Regions from separate parts of the Rattus norvegicus genome. Here region 2 is linked to region 1. The links are chromatin contacts, called in public Hi-C maps. All regions are on one chromosome and are shown on one strand. Each heading gives the region's core, a stretch centred on a gene start, on an enhancer-like site or on the middle of the called end of the contact. The rest is flanking DNA. Distances are from core to core; before and after follow the strand shown. Region 1 holds the start of Uxs1 (UDP-glucuronate decarboxylase 1). Region 2 holds the start of Yju2 (YJU2 splicing factor).

Region 1 (3,630 bases), core at 718-3,217:
TTTCCAAGCAAACGGTTCTCAAAGCACTGCCTCCCTCTGAAAGACTTCTGGGTTCTGAGACTCTGAAGCCACTCCAGACTACAGGGTGAAACAAACAAAATAAAAGACAAACAAACAAGAAACTACTCGCTAAACCAAGCTATTGAAAACGGAATTACCAGGCCACATCTCAGACCTGCTGAACACAGAACAAAGTGCTTTAAATCCCACTGGTGATTCTGATGCACTCAGGGGTGCAAGCGCTGTGCTGAACTACTGGATCCGTGTTCTGTACCATCCTGGCAAAACCCTGATGTTTCTACACTCCATGTGCTGAACTACTGGGTCCGTGTTCTGTACCGTCCTGGCAAAACCCTGATGTTTCTGCACTCCATGTGCTGAACTACTGGGTCCGTGTTCTGTACCGTCCTGGCAAAACCCTGATGTTTCTGCACTCCATGTGCTGAACTACTGGGTCTGTGTTCTGTACCGTCCTGGCAAAACCCTGATGTTTCTGCAATCCATGTGCTGAACTACTGGGTCTGTGTTCTGTACCGTCCTGGCAAAACCCTGATGTTTCTGCACTCCATGCTGTGCCCTGCTGCTACTGTCAACAACTGACAATGTTGAAGACTGAGTGAAACATGCTGGTCAAATGAATGGCTGGCTTAAAACTTCATTATTAGGCATTACTAATAAAACAGTAATAATTACTCAGCTGTAAGGGTTTTTTTCCCTTGAATATCATCTTTTTCAGTACAGATCACACTTGAGGCTAATTCTTCCTTCATAGCAGAAACCAATCAGATCTACCAAGCAACCCAGTTCTAAAACTTCTCCTAGGAACCAGAAGCCTTTCTATAGCTTCCTGGCTCCTCCTCCTCCCCCTTCCCCTCCTCCTGGAACAGCTCATCTACAGCAGGCAGTCTGCATCCTACTAACCCCTTCATCCCATCAGTTGAACTGAATTTCCGGAAGTACCTACTCACCTGGGAATCAGACCCTGGAAACTCAATCACTTACCAGTTTTCATTTGAGTATGTTTGCCTGGGTGGCCAGGATTCAGAAGGAGTTCACTCTGATAGCTATTTTTAGCCCAATTTTGGTACTTGGTAAAGTATTAATAGCAGCTGTTATATCCCAGTTGCACAGTTCAAAAACAACAACAAACAAACAAAACCCCCAAAACTAGACTTTGACTTCTCTGAGAAGCTGAGGGCCCCTCCAGATAGCCAGGCTGAGGATCCAATGACACCCTCCCCGCCCGCCCCTTAAGCTGTGCCTCCTTCCGCGACACGCTGGAGGAGTACCTGGCGGTGCGGGGAGCGGGGGCAGTGTGCGCCTAGACATCGGAGCACCGCCACACAGGACATCCACGGAGAATGGCAACAATCGGCTGCTGAGTAATTTTCCTGCGGATCAAACAGTCGAAGTAGGGGCACTGCCAATAGTTATAGTATTTTTATCTTACTGAACCAGCACCGTCCCCATGGATGTCCCTGTGCCACACTCTCCAGGTTCGCCCTAACCCTAACCCTGGACAGCACAGAGGATCAGGTCAGTAAGAGCTGGCGGGCGCAGCGAGGTTGGCCGAGTCCGCAGTGTCTACAGCTTGGGGAACGTGACCACCGCGCCCATGGCAAAGGCCCCAACACCGGCCACGGGTCTGACGCCGGACCTACGCGGAAGCGGGCTGCAAGTAAAGCGGCCAGAGGCTCCACTGCACAAGTTCAGCCTCGTGGAAGCGGTGAACCGGTTCCCGGCCCTAAACAGCCGGCCGCTCGGCCGCAGCGTCCGCTACCCGCCGCGCGGGAATGAATGGGCTCCCGCCCACCATGCACACACTCACAGGCGGCGTAGGCGAACAGCGCGATGCCCAGCAGAAGCTTCATCTTCCTGCGGTTGACTGAAGAGACAAGGCGCAGCAGCCCCTTGCTCACCATGCCCAGGAACCGCACGGGTCCGGGGCCTGCCCCGCCGGCCAGCCGCAGCACAAAGCGCGGCGGCCCGAGCCCCGCCCACGCGCGTCAGCCCCACCCCCGCGCTCCCAGCTTCCTGCCGGCTAAACCACTGCGCTTGCGCGGCTGGGTCCCGGTCTCCGGCTCCGCCCACAGCTGCGACCCACCCTCATCCTCCTTTTCCCGCAAGCGCAGTGTGATGCCTGAGTTTCGAGCTGGTGTCAGTCAACAAGGGAAGGGTGGGTATAGTGGGTGGCGCGGAGAGCGCATGCGCATCCCAGTGTGCTTGCCTGCATTCGATCATAGGACAGCGTTTGATGCTTAGAGCGGATCGCGGATGTTCGCCCGCAACTTGCAGGGCGCTTGCGCGTTCCTAGTCCTACGCGGCGGGCGGGGCTGTGGACTCGCGTCGTTGGAGCAGAAGGACTGGTGTGCTGTAATTGGTCTGTCAGTGTGACAGAGAACAGTTGAATAAGTTGCTTGGCCTTCTTAGCTGTTCTTTTTGTAAGGCAGGAAAGTGACTGGGTTTTCATGTCTCCACCTGTAAGTCATTTCCAGTTCAGGAATTTTCCGGCAAGTTTTAAGAACTACAAACTATCAATTGAAAGGATAATTTATAGCAAAAGCGCTACATCCTATTAAATAGGCAAACTCTTTCTTGTCAAAAGTAACTACAGTAATAGTGTAAAGCCCAGAGGTTCCTAAAAGTGATCCATAAAACTTTGCTTAGAGCAATCATGATAGGAAATGGTGAGTTAATCAGTTGATTTTGGGCTGTATCAGCCAGTACTGCATTTTACCTGTCACAATGTAAGGGAATACATAAAAAGAGTTCTTATTGTACAGATCTTTTACTTGCTTGGTTAAAGTCACACCGAGGTATTTTATGTTATTTGGGTCTATTATGAAGACTGTTGTTTCCCTAATTTCTTTCTTGGCTTGTTTCTCTTTTGCGTAGAGGAAGGCTACTGATTTATTTGAGTTAATTTTATACCCAGCCACTTTGCTGAAGTTGTTTATTAGGTTTAGTAGTTCTCTGGTGGAACTTTTGGGATCACTTAAATATACTATCATATCATCTGCAAATAGTGATATTTTAACTTCTTCTTTTCCAATCTGTATCCCCTTGATCTCCTTTTGTTGTCTGATTGCTCTGGCTAGAACTTCAAGAGTACAGAGAACTGTTTATCTGGTCGGTCTCTTCAGGTTCTGGCGGTGTTTCAGACGCAGCGGATTGATACAGCCCTGCTCCTGTGCCCTTATCCAAGGGAACCCAGAGGCCGTATACAGTTTCCTCTTGGGCCAGGGATGTGGGCAGGGGTGGGCAGTGTTGGTGGTCTCTTCTGCTCTGCAGTCTCAGGAGTGCCCACCTGTTTCGGCGGTGAGCTCTCTCTCCCACGGGATTTGGGAGCCGAGTATTTCTTATTTACATTTCAATTTTTATTCCCTTTCCCAGTTTCCGGGTCAACAGCCCCCTAACCCCTCTGCTGCCTCCCCTTCTATATGGGTGTTCCTCTCCCCATCCTCCACCCTTTACCGCCCTCCCCACAACAATCACGTTCACTGGGGTTCAGTCTTGGTAGGACCAAGAGCTTCCCCTTCCACTGGTGCTCTTACTAGGCTATTCATTGCTACCTATGAGGTCAGAGTCCAGGGTCAGTCCATGTATAGTCTTTGGGTAGTGGCTTAGTCC
Region 2 (3,630 bases), core at 482-2,981, 140 kb before region 1:
ACTAGAGGATCCAGAATCCTGCAGGACCAAGTGTCACTCTGACTGTTCACCGAGACCTTGTGATAGGGGCTGGGAACCCTGTGAGGCTGTGAGGTTAGGACTTTCATCCTTGTTACTGTTTCTCCAGAGACTCGGCCTCCAGTCTCATGTGCCCAGGGATTCACCTCATGTTGAATGGGGCCATCAGCCGCACCACGTACTGCCGGTCCTTGGGTAACTTGAGTTTCGGGATCTTCGATGGGTCAAAGTCAGGTGGGTAGTATTTCTGTGGAGAAGAGTGTTGCTGTTTTCTGGTGCTCTGGTCCCATGTGGGCAGAAATGGGGTCTGGGAACCATGTCAGCACACCCAGGATACCCTGATTTTAGGGATCTGCTCAGGATTCAGCTTGCTGGAGCCTTTGCAGACATGAGGTATTTGAAGCACAGCCATGAGAAGAGAAGTTGGGAGGAGGAGTGCACAGGCTTCCAAGACACTTTCTTGAGCTGTGATATGCTTTCCAGGGAAGATTCTAGAGGTCCAGGGTTTGTAGTGGGGGTGGACCCCTGTTGCCTATCACATGATAAGACTCTAGACACTCTAGCTCTCTTAGGGAGAACAGGCTCTGGCCTCTCTGTGTGCTTGGGAGGCTGGGGCGAGGCACACAGGACAACACTCTGGGTTACAGGCATGTCAATGTCCAAACCCATCACCCCAGCACCTGTACATCTGAGACAGGGGGGTGAAGAGACAACCCTACCCCCCCCCCCAAAGTAAAAAAACAAAAGCTACATGAACCACCAACAAGCAGGCACTCTGCTTTTGACACCTACTGGCAACCAGGCCCATGGGAAAGGAAGCTGTCTCCCTGCTTGAAGGAAGCATTACTAATTCAAGTGGTTGATGGGAATGATGGTGTACAGCTGTCATGTCGGTACTTAGGAGGCTGATATACATTGTGATTTTATAGTCAGCCTGGACAGTGCACACAAATGTGGTGCACAGATATGAAGGAAAAACATAAAATGAAAATAAACAACTCCTTTTAAAAATGAATATTGCCCAGCGTAGGGTACACGTCTTTAACCCCAGCAACAGGGAGTCTCAGGAAAGTGGGTCTCTGAGTTCGAGGCCATTCTGGGCTACATAGTAAAACCCTAGCTCAAAACAAACATTTAAAAAACAGATCCAGGAAATGGAGAGCAAAATTTTTCAAGAGAGGAGACTGAGTCACCCCAGTAATCCCAACATGGTGTAGAAAACAATAAAGATTTCGAATATTCATTGAACAATATCCCGGGCGAACTGAGGAGACTAATATCCCCGGACCTGGGGGAAGCTCACAAGAAGCAGTCCCTCCCCCAGGAAAGCGATCAGATAGTTCTTTTTGAAAAAGCCAATGGGATGAAGTGACATAAGCTCCGCTTCCCTGGTGATGATTGGTTACTCGCATGGAAGGAAAAAAAGAAAGAAAAAAAAAAAAAAAAGCTAATGACCGCCCCTAAAAAAATGAGATTGACAAGAGTTTGGGGAGCTCCCGCCCGACTGAAAGCCCCACGCGCGTGCGTGCATGTGTAGTCGGGGGGGGGGGGGGAAGAGCGGATTCCAAAAGGAAATGACCGGAAGGAAGCACGCCTCTCCCAGGACCCTCGCACATTACACTCTCTGTAGAAACATCTAGACGCTGAGCACTTACGTTTAAAACTTTCCGTTCCGACATCTTCGCTTCCTGTTCAACGAACAAGAGAAGAAATTGTTCTCTTAGTCCTCGTGGAGTTTCTCGGATCAGGAGCCTCAGTGTCGCCACTTCCTCAGCCGTCTTACTGGTTGGTGCTTACCCGCTTTACCATTCTCATTGGCTGCAATCTTTGTCGATCCAAATCGTGTGTGCTTTCGTTCCCTTCCGAGTGCGGGTAGGTGAAGCGCTAGATAAAGGTTCCGGGACATGTGGATCCCGTGTGCCTGTCTGTCGCACTGGAAAGATGGAGAAAGCTGTCTAGGATAACATTTTCTCCCGCATCACTGCTCTATTGATGCTGTTTGTTTTTTGAGTGAGGGTATCACTTCGTGTCCCTGGCTGTCCTGTAACTTATCATGTAGCCCAGGGTGGTCACAAACTAATGGAGATCCTCCTGCTTCTGAATTCTGGGATTAAATAATTAAAGGCCACCATGTCCCGTTCCTGCGTTCCTCCTTCGTTCGTTCCTTCATTTCTGGTGCTGGGGATGAAACCCAGGATCTTTGCATATGCCAGGCAGGCACTCTACCACGCAACACCGCCCAGCGCTCTAGTGCTGTGAAGCAGCCTCTCACTAAGATGCCCAGGCTGGCCTGGAACCAACTCTGCAAGCCCTGCTTGGTCTTAAATTGGAAACCATCATACTGCAAGCCTCTTCAGTAGCTGGACTCAGTGACCTGCCTGGTTTCATTGTGTTGTTGGTTTGTGTGTGTTTCTTCTTTTATGAGAGAGGAATTCACCACTTAGTCCAGGCTGGCCTTGAAAACTCAGTAATCCTCCTGCCTCTGCCTCCCAAGTGCTCCGTTTACAAATAAGAGACACTATACCCAACTTTTTTTCTTCTTTTACTTTTTCTTTAAAAATAGTTTCATTCTTTCTTTTCTCTCTCTCTCTCTCTCTTTTTTTTTTTTTTTTTTTTTTTGAGACGGGGTTCCTCTGGGTAGTGCTGGTTGTTCTGGAACTTAGTCTGTAGACTAGATTAGCCTCAGACTCACTGAGATGGGCCTGTGGCTCCCTTGCGTGTTGGGGATTAAAGAGATGCACCACCACCACCAGACTTAGTATCGTTTTTTACATTTGTTTATTTATTATTCGTGCAAACGAAATATGACAAGCCTCAGCATTGAGCCTAGGCAAGGTCACCACCCCGGAGCCCCGCCCCCACTGCTGCTGCTGCTGCGGGGTTCCTCCTCCTCCTCTCATTCTTTTGGTCTGTTTGAAACAGGATCTCTAGGCTGGGCTTTAGCTTGCCACTATTCCCACACCACCTCAATCCCACCCCACCCCACCGAACCCCATCTTCATTTCAATAAAGCTGGACTTCGCCCTGTTTGGCTCTTAGCTGGGGAAACAGGTGCTAGGTGTGTGTCCCCAACATTCTCCTTCAGGTAGCTCCCTTTCCTTGTGCAGGGCCCTGCACCTCGTTCTACCCTCTCCCTTTCTCCCACTTACATATTCCCCAACCCTTCCCCCTTTATGCACTGTACCACGTGGAGTTCCTTCTGGAAGCTAGCACCATTCTATGTCCTCCCAGGCTCCTGACCCTTGAGCCACATAAACAAGGCCTTTTTGTCATGAAGGCCTTGTTTAGGGGCCTGTGGAGATGGTGAAGCCTTGGAGGAATGAGGTCCTGAGGTGTGCTGTGTGCACACAAACACAGACGAGCCCCGAGTCACTCACTCCATGGACGCGATGGACAAAGCGATAAAGAGGCACTCCTGTGCTGGAGCACAGGCTGTTCAAGCTGAGGACCCAGCAGCTACACTGCGTACCTTACTCCTCCTGCTTCAGATGCTCTGGCGCCGTCTTCTGGCCTCAGTGGGCACTGCACATACCCATACTTATATTTGAAAATAAAATTAAAGTATTTAAAACTTAAAAATGAGCAAAGAGGAATCTTACTTTTCATAGTAAT

What was found. A called contact is a pair of places that touch in the nucleus more often than the background predicts.
Region 2: a Hi-C map of prefrontal cortex shows a contact between it and region 1, with 4 times the contacts expected there. The contact joins the promoter of Yju2 here to the promoter of Uxs1 in region 1. A contact is called at or near these places in 4 of 12 Hi-C or Micro-C datasets (frontal cortex, liver, mammary epithelial cells and 1 more).

The regions. Positions count from the first base shown.
Region 1 is chr9:739,317-742,946 of GRCr8, reverse strand. Uxs1 (UDP-glucuronate decarboxylase 1) reads right to left here and starts at 1,967. Exons shown (of 15, transcript NM_139336.2): 1 at 1,829-1,967. The coding sequence starts at 1,922.
Region 2 is chr9:874,965-878,594 of GRCr8, reverse strand. Yju2 (YJU2 splicing factor) reads right to left here and starts at 1,731. Exons shown (of 8, transcript NM_001109673.1): 1 at 1,674-1,731; 2 at 165-265. The coding sequence starts at 1,697. LOC134480467 (a long non-coding RNA gene) reads left to right here and starts at 1,664. Exons shown (of 2, transcript XR_010054911.1): 1 at 1,664-1,803; 2 at 3,250-3,589.